Regions from separate parts of the Mus musculus genome. Here all the other regions are linked to region 1. Evidence: chromatin contacts called from public HiChIP or PLAC-seq and promoter capture Hi-C data. All regions are on one chromosome and are shown on one strand. Each heading gives the region's core, a stretch centred on a gene start, on an enhancer-like site or on the middle of the called end of the contact. The rest is flanking DNA. Distances are from core to core; before and after follow the strand shown. Region 1 holds the start of Csf2rb (colony stimulating factor 2 receptor, beta, low-affinity (granulocyte-macrophage)). Region 2 overlaps Cyth4 (cytohesin 4). Region 3 overlaps Foxred2 (FAD-dependent oxidoreductase domain containing 2).

Evidence for each region. Promoter capture Hi-C pulls out the DNA fragments that hold promoters and counts their contacts. HiChIP or PLAC-seq counts read pairs in DNA pulled down with a chosen protein or histone mark.
Region 2: a contact with region 1 is called in a promoter capture Hi-C map of pre-B cells, with 2.8 times the contacts expected there. The contact joins the enhancer-like site here to the promoter of Csf2rb in region 1. A contact is called at or near these places in 7 of 39 promoter capture datasets (the 3T3-L1 cell line, embryonic stem cells, hippocampal neurons and 3 more) and 1 of 484 Hi-C or Micro-C datasets (liver).
Region 3: a contact with region 1 is called in an H3K4me3 HiChIP or PLAC-seq map of the 230-238 cell line, with 6 times the contacts expected there. The contact joins the enhancer-like site here to the promoter of Csf2rb in region 1. A contact is called at or near these places in 1 of 39 promoter capture datasets (embryonic stem cells), 4 of 484 Hi-C or Micro-C datasets (cerebral cortex and embryonic stem cells) and 1 of 115 datasets of contacts at active chromatin or transcription factors (the 230-238 cell line).

Annotation. Positions count from the first base shown.
Region 1 is chr15:78,323,946-78,327,980 of GRCm38.p6, reverse strand. Csf2rb (colony stimulating factor 2 receptor, beta, low-affinity (granulocyte-macrophage)) reads right to left here and starts at 1,991. Exons shown (of 14, transcript NM_007780.4): 1 at 1,883-1,991.
Region 2 is chr15:78,603,737-78,607,652 of GRCm38.p6, reverse strand. Cyth4 (cytohesin 4) reads right to left here. Exons shown (of 13, transcript NM_028195.3): 3 at 2,953-3,017; 4 at 1,740-1,806; 5 at 578-696. Gm52186 (a long non-coding RNA gene) reads left to right here. Exons shown (of 4, transcript XR_003951538.1): 2 at 277-1,974; 3 at 2,167-3,916. Among named protein-coding and RNA genes, the nearest start is that of Gm52186, 4.1 kb to the left of the region's middle. Within about 2 kb of position 2,047, at least 50 of the 459 cell types and tissues checked have an H3K27ac peak or open chromatin away from gene starts, as enhancers often do. A contact at or near this core is called in pre-B cells, where this site is marked.
Region 3 is chr15:77,944,392-77,948,526 of GRCm38.p6, reverse strand. Foxred2 (FAD-dependent oxidoreductase domain containing 2) reads left to right here. Exons shown (of 9, transcript NM_001017983.2): 6 at 8-173; 7 at 1,268-1,509; 8 at 2,778-2,948. Among named protein-coding and RNA genes, the nearest start is that of Foxred2, 10 kb to the left of the region's middle. Within about 2 kb of position 2,561, at least 90 of the 459 cell types and tissues checked have an H3K27ac peak or open chromatin away from gene starts, as enhancers often do. A contact at or near this core is called in the 230-238 cell line, where this site is marked.

The DNA.
Region 1 (4,035 bases), core at 742-3,241:
GCTAGACATCTGACAGGAGACTGCCAAGGGGTCCCGACCCACAGGTTGAGAACCATTGTCTAGAGGACTGGCAGCAAGGGAGACAAGCACCCTGTGGCACTCAGGTCCCTTCCTGAAGTGTGGCCAGACCAGAAGTAGTGAAGCAAGATGGCGAACAGGTATCTGTGTACTCAGCAGGTCTGGGTGAAGGGACAGTCCCAGGCCCATGCAACAAGTGGCTTACTATGATTTCTGGTATAGACAGACAGGAGATCCTAGAAGACTTCTCACCAGGGGAAGAGAGAGGTCTAGGGGTCAGAGACAGCAGAGCAAGTGAAGGGGAGCCTTATAGGACAACCTCATTGACAGCCTTCTGGTTCCAGTACAGACATTAGGTTCCAGCTAAAGGTTTGTTAGAGCCAATGGCGGGATACAGTCTGAAGTGGCATTTCAACACATGCTGACAGAGAAGGAGTTTTCTTTTAAAGCTTTTCAAGAGGGCTGGCAAGATGGCTCAGCAGTTAAGAACACTGACTGCTTTTGTGAAGGTCTTGAGTTCAAATCTCACAACCATATGGTGGCTAACAACCATTTGTAATGAGATCTGACTCACTCTTCTGGAGTGTCTGAAAACAGCTACAGTGTACTTACATATAATAAAATAAATAAATTAAAAAAAATAAGGGCTTTTGAAAAAGAGGTAGAGAAAGGGGAGACGCTGCACTACAAAGAAGTGAGTGGAGGTGCCTTTTCCTTCCATTGCCAGATCAGGTTCAAAGGCCCTATGTGCTGGGCGTGAGCAGAGGCAGGGGCCTGAACCTCAGGCAAATTCTTTGCTTAACAGATCACAGAGATTTCTGTCGCACATATGCATGACCTCTGGAATACAGCATGTGGGATATATGGACAGGTTAGTTTATGATCTGTGAGACATGACAGTGGTCTCTGTCAGCAGAGGGGCTGTCTGTGTCCCTGTCTGAGAGCGACTGGTCCCTAGCTATGTGATGAGACACCTACCTTCCGGCACACTAGGTACAGAAGCGACACATCTGGACCCAAATCATCTGTGGTGATTTCAGAGCACAGTATGGTGTGTGTGTGTGTGTGTGTGTGTGCGTGTGCGCGTGTGCGTGTGCGTGTGCGTGTGTGTGTGTTTGTGACAGAGAGAGACAAAGAAAGAGAGAGAGACAGAGTTGGAGAGACAGAAACAGACACACACATAGAGAGAGAAAGAGATAGTCAGAGAGACAGAGACAGAGACAGAGACAGAGACAGAGAAAGAGAAAAACAGAGCTGGATGATCTGGTATATCTCTGGGCACTTCCCAAGTAAGATTGTCAAATTACACCCAGTACCAAGGGAGGTTCTACATCTCTGGTTCTGTCCCCAACACTTCGTCATCCTTGTAGGTAAATTTTCTCTACCCCCTCTCTTTCTCCTCTCTCTGTCCTCCATTTCTAGTTGAAACAGAGGAAGCCATGTCTCCCACTCACCCTGTCCCACAGATGTGTGACCTGAAGCTCAGGACAGGGAATTAAGTAACATATGGATGGCAAAGTTAGAAGGAACACAGTGCTTAGCCCGATATAGAGCTTTAGGGGAGTCCTCCCTGCCACCAGACCTCCAGTGATAAAGCTGTGTCCTCCCGGAGTCCCACAGCCCCAGAGCGTATCCTAACCGTACCTCTTCCAGAGTTCTAACTTTGTTCCCAGCTCCAATGCTCCGGGGTGCCCCTCCTCCACTCACTGACTTGGAGTCTGAGACCTAGTCTTTCTAGAGAGATCAAGTCTGAGGAATACGCTACCCCAGCCCTGTCTTATCCTGTCCTTTTCCACCCTGGAGACCCCCACAGCCCCTGCTTTGCGCCCACCCTCAGCTCTGCATCAGGAAGCCAGCCACTTACCTCTGTGCTTGGGCGACAGGCAGCCTCCTTCGGGAGCCTCCAAGTGCCAGTGAGTTGCAGGCTCTTCCTATTTATCTGTGCCCCATCTGGAGGAAACAGAGAGCAGATTGAGGAAGTTGCCAGTGCCCTTTCGCAAGCAGCTTCGCCTGATTCTCAGAATTGTGGACATTAGCCTCTGATAATACTCACGACATTTAGTTCTGCCAGAGTAGCTCGCTCCCCACCATCTCCCAGTCAGCTCTCATGTGCCCTTCAGGTCTCAGCCTGAAATGGTCTCCTCCACACCCCTCCCTGACTCCTCTGGAGGAAGCAGACACAGAGGGCAATAACCACCTCCCTGCAAGCATGTGCCCAGAGCCAGGCAGAGCTGGGGAGGACCTTGAGGGCACCACTTCTTAGCATGTGGCCTTATGCAAATCAGCTACAGGTGGCCTCTTCAAGTCTTGAGACACCTTGGGGTATTTTTCTAGAAGGACCTACAAACCAGAAAGGTTTTGAGGGTATGCCATTGACATGGAAAACCTAAGTTGACAACAGTCAGTAGGCAGTGGGAGCAGTCTTGATCCCTGGCTGTCAGCTTTGGCTTTCCCTTTTCTGTCCTGCCCTAGAGTCCCTGTTTTCTTCCCATCTTGTCTTCAGAGCAAGTGATGTTTTGTGTCTGTTCCCCTCCCCCAGTGCCCAGCCATGGCCCAGAGGAGGAACACATGACTGGGTATAAAGTGAATGAATGAATGAATGAATGAATGAACAAATGAATAACTTGAGGCTGCTGGGGTTAAGAGGAGGGGAGTGACAAGAAAAATGAAGACTGAAGTGTGACCACTATGCCCCTCCTTAGAAGTGGGAATAAAACACCCTTGGAAGGAGTTACAGAGACAAAGTTTGGAGCTGAGATAAAAGGATGGACCATGTAGACACTAGCATATCCGGGGATCCATCCCATAATCAGCTTCCAAATGCTGACACCATTGCATACACTAGCAAGATTATGCTGAAAGGACCCTGATATAGCTGTCTCTTGTCAGAGTATGCCTGGGCCTAGCAAACATAGAAGTGGATGCTCACAGTCGGCTATTGGATGGATCACATGGCCCCCAATGAAGGAGCTAGAGAAAGTACCAAAAAAGCTAAAGGGATCTGCAACCCTATAGGTGGAACAACATTATGAACTAACCAGTACCCCGGAGCTCTTGACTCTAGCTGCATATGCATCAAAAGATGGCCTAGTCGGCCATCACTCGAAAGAGAGGCCCATTGGACACGCAAACTTTATATGCCCCAGTACAGGGGAACGCCAGGGCCATAAAAGGGGAGTGGGTGGGTAGGGGAGAGGGGGTGGGTGGCTATGGGGGACTTTTGGTATAGCATTGCAAATGTAAATGAGCGAAATACCTAATAAAAAATGGAAAAAAAAAAAAAGAGGAGGGGAGTGAGCCATTCTCTCAGGGCAAAATTTAAAGGGACACCAAAACCCTTTCATAGAAATGAGTGATATTTTAATATAGTAAATAAATTCAAATAAGCATAAAAATACAAGCATTGAAATGTCAGATTTTTTTTAAAAGTAGCTTCAGTGATACACTGGTAATTTCTTATCTCCCAATACAGAGCTACAGAGATAGGAGACCAGACAGTAGGAGAGGGCCCCTGGGCAGGGGGACAGCAGTTAGTTCCAGATGAACAGAAACCTTCCACCAACCTCTGGACTGATTCTATTCTCAGAGATCAGTGTGCCCGAATCGTATACCTCTAATCCACAACACTGCAGATCCTCATGTCCAGACACCAATGGGTTTGTTTTACTTCATATTTTCTTTTATTCAACAGAAAACGAAAGTCAAGAAGTTCGGTGGCTGACTTGTCGCGAGGGGTGCAATCCATGGGGCACACGGCAGGTGTTTTGGTTCACAATGGTGTTCATTAGGTACTTAGTCAACCCTTTCTCCCCGTGCAGTAGCTATGCCATAGTCATGGCAGCAAACGACACAGAGTATGAATTGTGTGGTACCTATGAGAGGCTCTCATGGAACAGGGGATACTAACACAAGGCAGGTGGTCTCTGTCTGATAACTGGATCCACCCTCCTATGTGGCCTTGAAATTCAGAGAGATTAGTATCTCCTCACACATTGCATAACCATTTCTCCAAATATC
Region 2 (3,916 bases), core at 798-3,297, 280 kb before region 1:
GGTTCCAGACACTCCTGTCTAGAGCCTCTGTGGATCCCCCTGCCTCACACCCTTTCGTCCTTCCCCCCTCTCCATCCTTCTTTCTCTTCGAGCTGCTGCTGGGTTGAGCTGTTCCTGCCTGAAGGCCTGGGTGTTGACTGTTCTCACAGCCTGGAATCCTCCTGTGTGCACGGCCCCCCACTTCCTCGCCAACAGAAACCAGAGCCCCAGTTCAGAGCCCTCCTGTTCGCCTTCTGTGCACCCAGCCGAGCTCATTTCTGTTTCTCTCCCATGCAGAAAGCACCTGTCCCTGAAGACAGGGGTTTGGCCATCTTGTCTTATATGGACAGCATTTGGAAGAGAGCTCAGAGCACACCAGGCACAAACAACATGCATGCGTGCATGTATGAATGAATGCATGCATGAATGAGTGAATGCATGCATGCATGCATGAGTGAATGAATGAATATTCCAGAGCCTGGGAACCAGTGCTCACCCCAAGTCCTAAGCATGATGGCTTCCCAAGCACTGTTCATCCTGAGTGGTATGTTCACCCCTACGCCCTCACTTCCTGCTCCCTGTCTGGGGATCCTCTTACTTTTCCCCCAAGTAGGTGCCAATGGCTGTCTTGTTGAGACCGTCACCCTTGTACAGGAACTGGGCGATGTCCTGGACATCAGAGGTCAGCAGCTTGTGCTCAATGAGATACTGGATGCCCTAGAGATGACACAGCATTCATGAGCAACCCCCCCTAGCATAGGCACCTGGTGGAGGAGGGGATAAGGAGGGGGACCTGGTGTTTGGGTTCCCTACATGGTGTTCTCGAGCCGCCTTTGGGAGGTGGTAAGCTCCCCATCTCTGGAGGCATGCTCAGGGAGCTAAGTGAAGCAGTGCTTCCCGGGGTCCCTCCAGCCTGGCACACTTAGACTGCAGCCTCCCGTGGTTGCTGAAAGTCACAGTTCTAAGCCTCAGTGAGTCAGCCTCTCATTTTATTAGCGCCCCACTCTTATTATTCTAAATAGTTTCATTTCACCGCAGTAGCAATCTACGTTCATTGTGTAAAAGTCACACAGACCAGCTGAAACAAAAAGGGAGGTGACTGCATGAACCCCACCTGGGAGGTAGCCAGCTTCCATGGCAATGACTTTCACTGCTCTTCTCTAGTGGGTGGGAGGGTGTACCCCACCTTCTGGCACTTTGACGCCAGCTTCGCTGGGCACCCTGTGGCCAGAGCTGGCGACGTATGTGCTTGTTTGTAAGAGGACAGGTAAGTGGAGCAGTGTGGTCTAGGGCTCGGGCCTGTGAAAGGCGAATACACAGCCGAAGCAGTCTCAGCCAGGGCTTGGCATTCTCTGTGGCTGCTTGGACTCTTGCCCTAGTGTGGTGTGTGGCTTCCTCCTGTGGCTGTCCCTGGTGGAGAGGAAACCCATGGCCACCTGGCAGAAGGAAGGGCTGCTGGCTGGCTCCGAAGCCATGGGCAATGAAGCCCATTCCAAAGTAGGGCATGGAGCCAGAGAAGCAAGGGGATTGGTCCCAGGCAGGGACTTCACAGCCTTCCAGTCTTTGGGCTGTGGTGTTAGGGAATGAACAGAGGCCAGGGAACCAAAGGCTTGTCCCTGTTGGGTGGTTTGCAGGGTCAGCCACAAAGGTGCCCAGAAGACAGCTCCTCTGGGCACCTTGGTGAGACCCATGTCCTCCTCCTGTGGTCACCAAGATGCACACTTTGGTGGGGGTCTATGTCCCCTCCCCTGGATTTGTACCTTATTAGGGTCCATGTTGAATTTCTTTCTCCCGATGCACATCTCCTTCTCTTTCTGCGCCATCCGGCTGTGAACAGAGGCACATCAACACGGTGGCTCTGGATGCCACCATCCCCCATAAGCCCCGAGGGGGCCTTCCTCAGGAGAGCCAGCATGCCCTTGGAACTCCATGTGTAGCCCCGCCCCTGGACCACATGAGAGAGCAAGAACAGGCTGAGAGGTGTCAAGGGGCAGGGTAAGCTGTAAGCTGAGCACTGAACTCTGGGCCTCCAGGGAGCCCAGCAGAGCACCCTGGGGAGGAGACAGGGGCATGGTGGGACCAGTGAGAACATGGGCCCCAGAGGCTGTTCCTGAATATGAGTCTTGCTATATATACTCTTGAGCCAAGCCACGAGAGTGATTCTTTCATTTCTCTTCCCTCCCCCAGGTCTCAGTTTCCTTCTCTGCAAGAACCACCTGCTGCCCTCATGCAGGGCATGTGTGTGTGTGTGTGTGTGTGTGTGTGTGTGTGTGTGTTCATGTGTATTCATGAATGTGCATGTACACGAGTCGCTTGAGAAGCAGGGACTTTGGAGGCTGGGTGGGCTCCCGGCAAACCAGGTGTAGTTCAATAGTTCAGTGCCCTAGGGTCCTAGCAGGCATGTCCAGCCTGCTGGCTACAAGTGGCTGCATCTGCCCAGGAGAGCTATGAATGCCAACCAAATACATAACTTACTTAGAATGTTAAAAGATTTATTCTTTTTTTTTCAATTTGTAGCTCAAATGTCATTTGTGGTTTTACAAGGACAATGTCAAGAGGGTTGGGTCTAGGAGATTGTGTGGGAACCCAACCTTCTCCTTACACAAATGGGGATACTGAGGCTCAGAAAGACGGCCCAACCTGAGAGCAAAGAGCCAGCAGGAACTTTCTTGTGTGAGGAATGATGTGGGCCTGCAGACCTACTCCAGGCCCAGATACCAGAGCTCTCTCACCCTTGTCCAGGGTCAGGGTCAGGGTCAGGGTTTTTTGCCCATCCACTTCTAGCAGCCTCTGACCGGTAATGTGCAGGCAGTGCTGTGGGGGGAGAGGTGAGAGCTTGGGGTTGTTTGAGAATCAATGGGGAGTGGTCCAGACAGTGCGTATGGGGCTGTAGGCATCTCCTTGGGTCCCACCACCATCCATGGCACACAGGGAGTGCCCAGGAATCGTCTTCCCACGGGCCAGGTCCCTCACCTCTCCTCGGTGCTTTCAAAGCAGTCGATTTGGGCAAACACATCTGCAATCTCATCCTTCAGTTTCTGTGGACACACATACAAGGGTCAGCCTGGAGGCCCCACTCTGCTTAAGGGGTCCTCCCTCAGCCTTCTTGGCCCCACCCCCTTTCTGGGCCTTTTTATCTTCAAAGTGGGATCTCAGTACCTCTGTTTGGCTCTTGTGCATGTACCAGCCCTCGTCTCAGGGGTGGGAGTCCCTGTGCACACACCCAACCCTAGTTCCAGCTTGCTTTTTCTGCCCACGTGATCAGGAAGTCTCCTGCACGCTGTCCCCACCAACAGGCCCTCACTCCACCTGGCTGGCAGCTTCTCATAGCAGCACGGCACTGCTATTCCCTGGTCAGAATTCCTCTGTGGCTCTCCGTGGCCACCCAGGGCAACGGACCCCACTTTTTGTCCAGCAACACATCTTTCCAGTCACTTGTCAGTAAGCGCCTGTCTGTCATATGTGGAGTGCTATGGGTGCCCCCGTGCATGGGCAGCACAGGCCTCTCAGGAGCTGTGCAGTTCATTGGAACAGCCACGGCCGATGGGGCATTCACAGGCCTGCAGAGCAGATTCTAGGTCTCTGCTGCTCCCAATTCCATCCAGGGCTTGCCCAGTACAGAGGAGGGCCCCTCACCCAGCTTGCCCACCAACCACATTTGCTGGACTGCTCAGAGAGTAGCTCTGTCCTGGTACCTCCCTGCAGGTAGTAGGTGAACAGGGCAAATGGGCCAAGAGGCAAGCACCCTCTCCCTACAAGATGAGGGGTACTGAGATGTGGTACTCCTAGGGATCAGAACTGGCATGGGACCCCTTGCTCTGAGGGCTGACAGATCCTATCCCCAGGGATCTTGGCTTAGCTTCCACCCACAGGCATAACAGGGACACCCTCACTAGTGTTAACTGAGGACCTAAGTGCTATAGTTATGGGGCCAGGG
Region 3 (4,135 bases), core at 1,312-3,811, 380 kb after region 1:
ATTTCAGTGCGTGCTGTCCACCGGCTACTGGAACATCGGCACCATGGCATCCCCTGGCCATCCACAGAGTACCCCATCACACAGCTGACCAGCTCCATCATCCGGCGTGTAAATGAGGCTTCTGGGCTGTACCAGATGTTCAGTGTGCTGGCTGACATCATCCTGTTGAAGGAGTGAGTAGCCCTTCCCACTTCATCTCCCCCAACCCTGCTTTACCCAAACACCCTGCCCCTTGCTTCTGGTACTATTCTGTGTGCTAAGTGGTCCCGTTGTTTCCTGTGCAAAGGAGGCCTACAGAGGCTAATCTACTGTGGCAAGGAAGTCAGCGAGGTAAATACCACAAGGTCTTCGGGACAGCCCACATGTAAACCCCGGATTTTAGGCATCTTACTGTATGGTTTGGGGGGAGTTATTTAAGCTCTGCACTTCTTGCCTCGTCTACAAAATGAGCATAATTCCCTTGCAGCATTGAAGGGTGAAGATAAGAGTCCCCTCAGGCAAGGACCTGCTTGGCCCTTTTAGATCAAATGATTACTGGCACATCACAGGACAAACAGAGCCCAAGGATACAGTACAGGACGTGTCAGGAAAGAGCAAGGGAGGACTTTACAGAGGACAGGCAGGTGAGACACAGGAAGACGCCTAAGTCAGGACACCCCTTGATCCAAAGCCCCGGCTGCTCAACCCCTAGTTCAGGGATGTGAGGAGGCCAGGAGCTCAGCATACCTCCTTGCCTTGCCCTCAGCACCCCTTCCGTGAGTGCCAGAGCTGCCTAGATCAGGGGCTCGTGCCAGAACCCAGGGCTCACTCAGCATCCTAGTCCTGACACCCACAATGGCCCAGCGGCCTCCCAGCACAGTCACTCTGCCCTCGGTAGCCACCAGCCACCCTTTTAAAAGGATAGTCATACTGTTGTCCCTGCCCCCCACGCCCCTGGGGCCGACAGCTCCCCTTCTCCGTCCACTTACACGTACATTCACCCCATACCTCCTTTACTCAAATCCCATGACCTCCCTGACCTCATTACTCTCGTCTCTACCTACAGACACCAGCTTCTCCCCCACTTTCCCTCATCCTGGAACACCCTTGCCCCCAGCATGCTCTCAGGTTGAAGAGAGCTCTCTGGAACCTGCCCCAGATATTTCAGAAGGCACAGCTGCCACAGTGGTATTATAGGGTGGAAGGTTCCTGGTCAGTCCACAGCACTACCCCTGTGGTGAACCTGCACCCCTCCCTGGTCCTGAGTGCCTCCGGGTCCCACCCGCAGGAACGCCACAGCCTTTGAGTACCTGGAGGAGTTCCCTATGCAGATGCTGGCCCAGCTGGAGATGCTCACAGGGAGGACAGCACGGCATGGGCTCTTTGTCATCAACATGGAATATGGCAAAAACTTCTCTGGGCCTGAGAAGGATGTCTTCTATTATGACCGGTCTGTGGCACACATAGAAGATGCCTGGATGTCTAACTTCCTTCACCCTGTCATCTACTACTACAGACACCTCCCCACTGGTAAGCTGCCCTCCACCCTTCCTGCACTCAGCCTCTTCAGAGGGCTCTTCCTGGACCACCTCTGTCTATAGAGCAGTCACCACAAGGACATTCAGAACTTCTGCAGCTGACAGAGGGCACGCGGGGTACCCGAGTAAGCCACACATGGTCTCTGGGTACTATGTAGTGAAAGGAGTGCTGTCATGTTGTGGTGTCTCAAAGTGGGGGGAGGTACTGCAGGTGAGTTGTAAGAAGAATGGATGAGGGTGGGTAAGATGACTGAGTGGTTGGAGGCTCTTACCATGGAAGCCTGAAGACCTAGGTTTAATCCCTGGAACCCACGCAAAGGTAGAAGAAGAGAACCGACTGCTCAGATTTGTCCTCTGACCGCCACACAGGCTCTGTGACATGTGTGCCCACACAAACAACAGTAACAATAAACCAGACAAGGACAAGAACCCAGTACAGAACCGCCAGGCCAAATTCACACTTCTGCACTGACATCGCTTTGACCTTGGCCATTTTACTTAACCCTGCTGAGCCTTGCTTCCTGGTCTACAAAGTGGGATGTTGATGGTCAGTCCATGTAGGACTGCAGGAGGGGACACACGATTTGCCGGTGGCCCAAAGGCACAGCCGAGGTATCAAGCCTTTCAGTTCAGAGCTTAAAGGTCTCAGGTTGAAGAGGGTGCTCCAGACAGGTGCTTGTTACTCCAGGGCTAAGGAGGCTGGGGCAGGTTTGCCATGAGCTCAAGGCCAGCCTAGACTATCTAGTGAGCTCCTGTCTCAGAGCTGAGTGTACTGAGATATCCCTCTGTAATCTCAGCATAGGAGAAATAGAGGCAGAACAACCCCGGGCTACTTGAGACCTTGTCCCCAGAAAAGAAAGAGGTGACTCAGCTGGGAATTGTTCCCTAGGGCAGAGGCAGCTTCAGAAAGTGGGGAATGGGGAGTGCAGGTCTGTAGTCGGCAGCCTGAACACTGGCCAACTAGGATTGGTCACCTCCTAGAGTCTGGTTTCCAGGGATGGGCAGTGTTGGTCTAGTGGCCTATGGGGCAGGCGCTTAGAGGGCAGGGTGAGTCTAGATGAACACTATGTGCTAACTGGTCCATGTGAGCACTCAGAAACCACAGGCAGCAGCTCTGGTTCCTCTTCCTCCAGCTACATGAAGGTGGCTGGTGGCCAAGCTGACCACAGCCTGGCAGAACCACCACAGGAAGGCAATCATGAGAGAAGGGGGATGTGCCAGCATGAAGGGCCAGGCCCTGATGCCTCCCTTCTCCTACAGAGCAAGATATGCGGTTCCGTCCTGCACAGTGGCCCCTGCCTCGGCCTACAGCCATCCACCACATCGTGGAGGACTTCCTGACTGACTGGACAGCCCCAGTAGGACACATCCTCCCATTGAGGCGCTTCTTGGAAAACTGTCTGGACACAGATCTGCGTAGCTTTTATGCAGGTAACCAAGTTTCTGAGAGGGCAGTTGGTGGGATGTATATCTTAGTGTTAGAGTGCTAGCATGCATGGGTTTGAGGCCTAGCACAGGAAAAGGAAAGGGAAAAAGAAGGCAGGAGAAAAGTAATGAAGAGCTAGAGAAAACGAGGCAGATAAAACTAATGGAAATTATGCTTGTGAAATTGTGAAATAATTTAATGAAAATTAAGTGAGAGGCTTGATATAAGGAGTTAATGGATTAGACAGAGGTAAAGAGAGAATTGGTAAGTTGGAAGGCAGAAATGATGGCTAAATACAAAGAGGGACCTAGGACAAGAACTCAAATGATCTAGAAGAGAAAATGACAGAAATAAGCCAATATTTTTGTCCTTTGAAACCCCCCCCCCCGGATGTTTTGAGTCCAGTGCTTTTTCTATCATTGAGAGAACATGTCAAACAGCTGTCAAATGTCTGACACCATTCTCCAAGTCAAGCTAGAGACCGACTCCAGCCAGTCAAAGAGCATCCTGCTTTATCCTGAGTCTACTTTGAAATGATAGCTTGGGAGCTGACTTGCTACTATGTGACACGCCAGCCCTAATCAGCTAAGTACTGTCCTATCTTGGTTAACCCACAGAGCAGAGCCCGAGCTGATCACCTCTGCAGTTCCTATAGTCTGTGAGCAGCCAACCTTGATCATACAGACCCCTGAAATGCCTAGAAAAAAGAGCCCTCAGCTTCAAACTGCCTGCCCATTCCCCAAGGCTCCAAGAGTCCACAAAAGACCAGTGGCATATCCCCACCCAACCTTTGTTTGGTACCCTGGATGTGTTCCCATCCAGACCATGCAGGATGTGGGCCAAGACCCCCAGTGAATGCCTGAGTGCATATAGCCAAATCTCTACTTAGAGCCAGGGGCTTGGGGCCACTAACTTTGGGGAATCCCAAAATGAAATCTCAGTTAGATTTGGTGATTGCTGGCAGAACACTTTGATGTCAGAATATGAAAGTGTATCCATGTGTTAAGTGTTCCCGCACAGATTCAACGTCTGTTTGTTTTATGTGATATTTATCAGTGCCCCGAGGATTTCTTTTCCCCTCTCCTGGGTTCCCACATGCAAGATGCAGTTTACCACAGCACTTTGCAGCAGCTGCATACAAGGCAATTTCTTATTCTAAATAGAACTAGCACATTTTCACTTTATGGTTTCC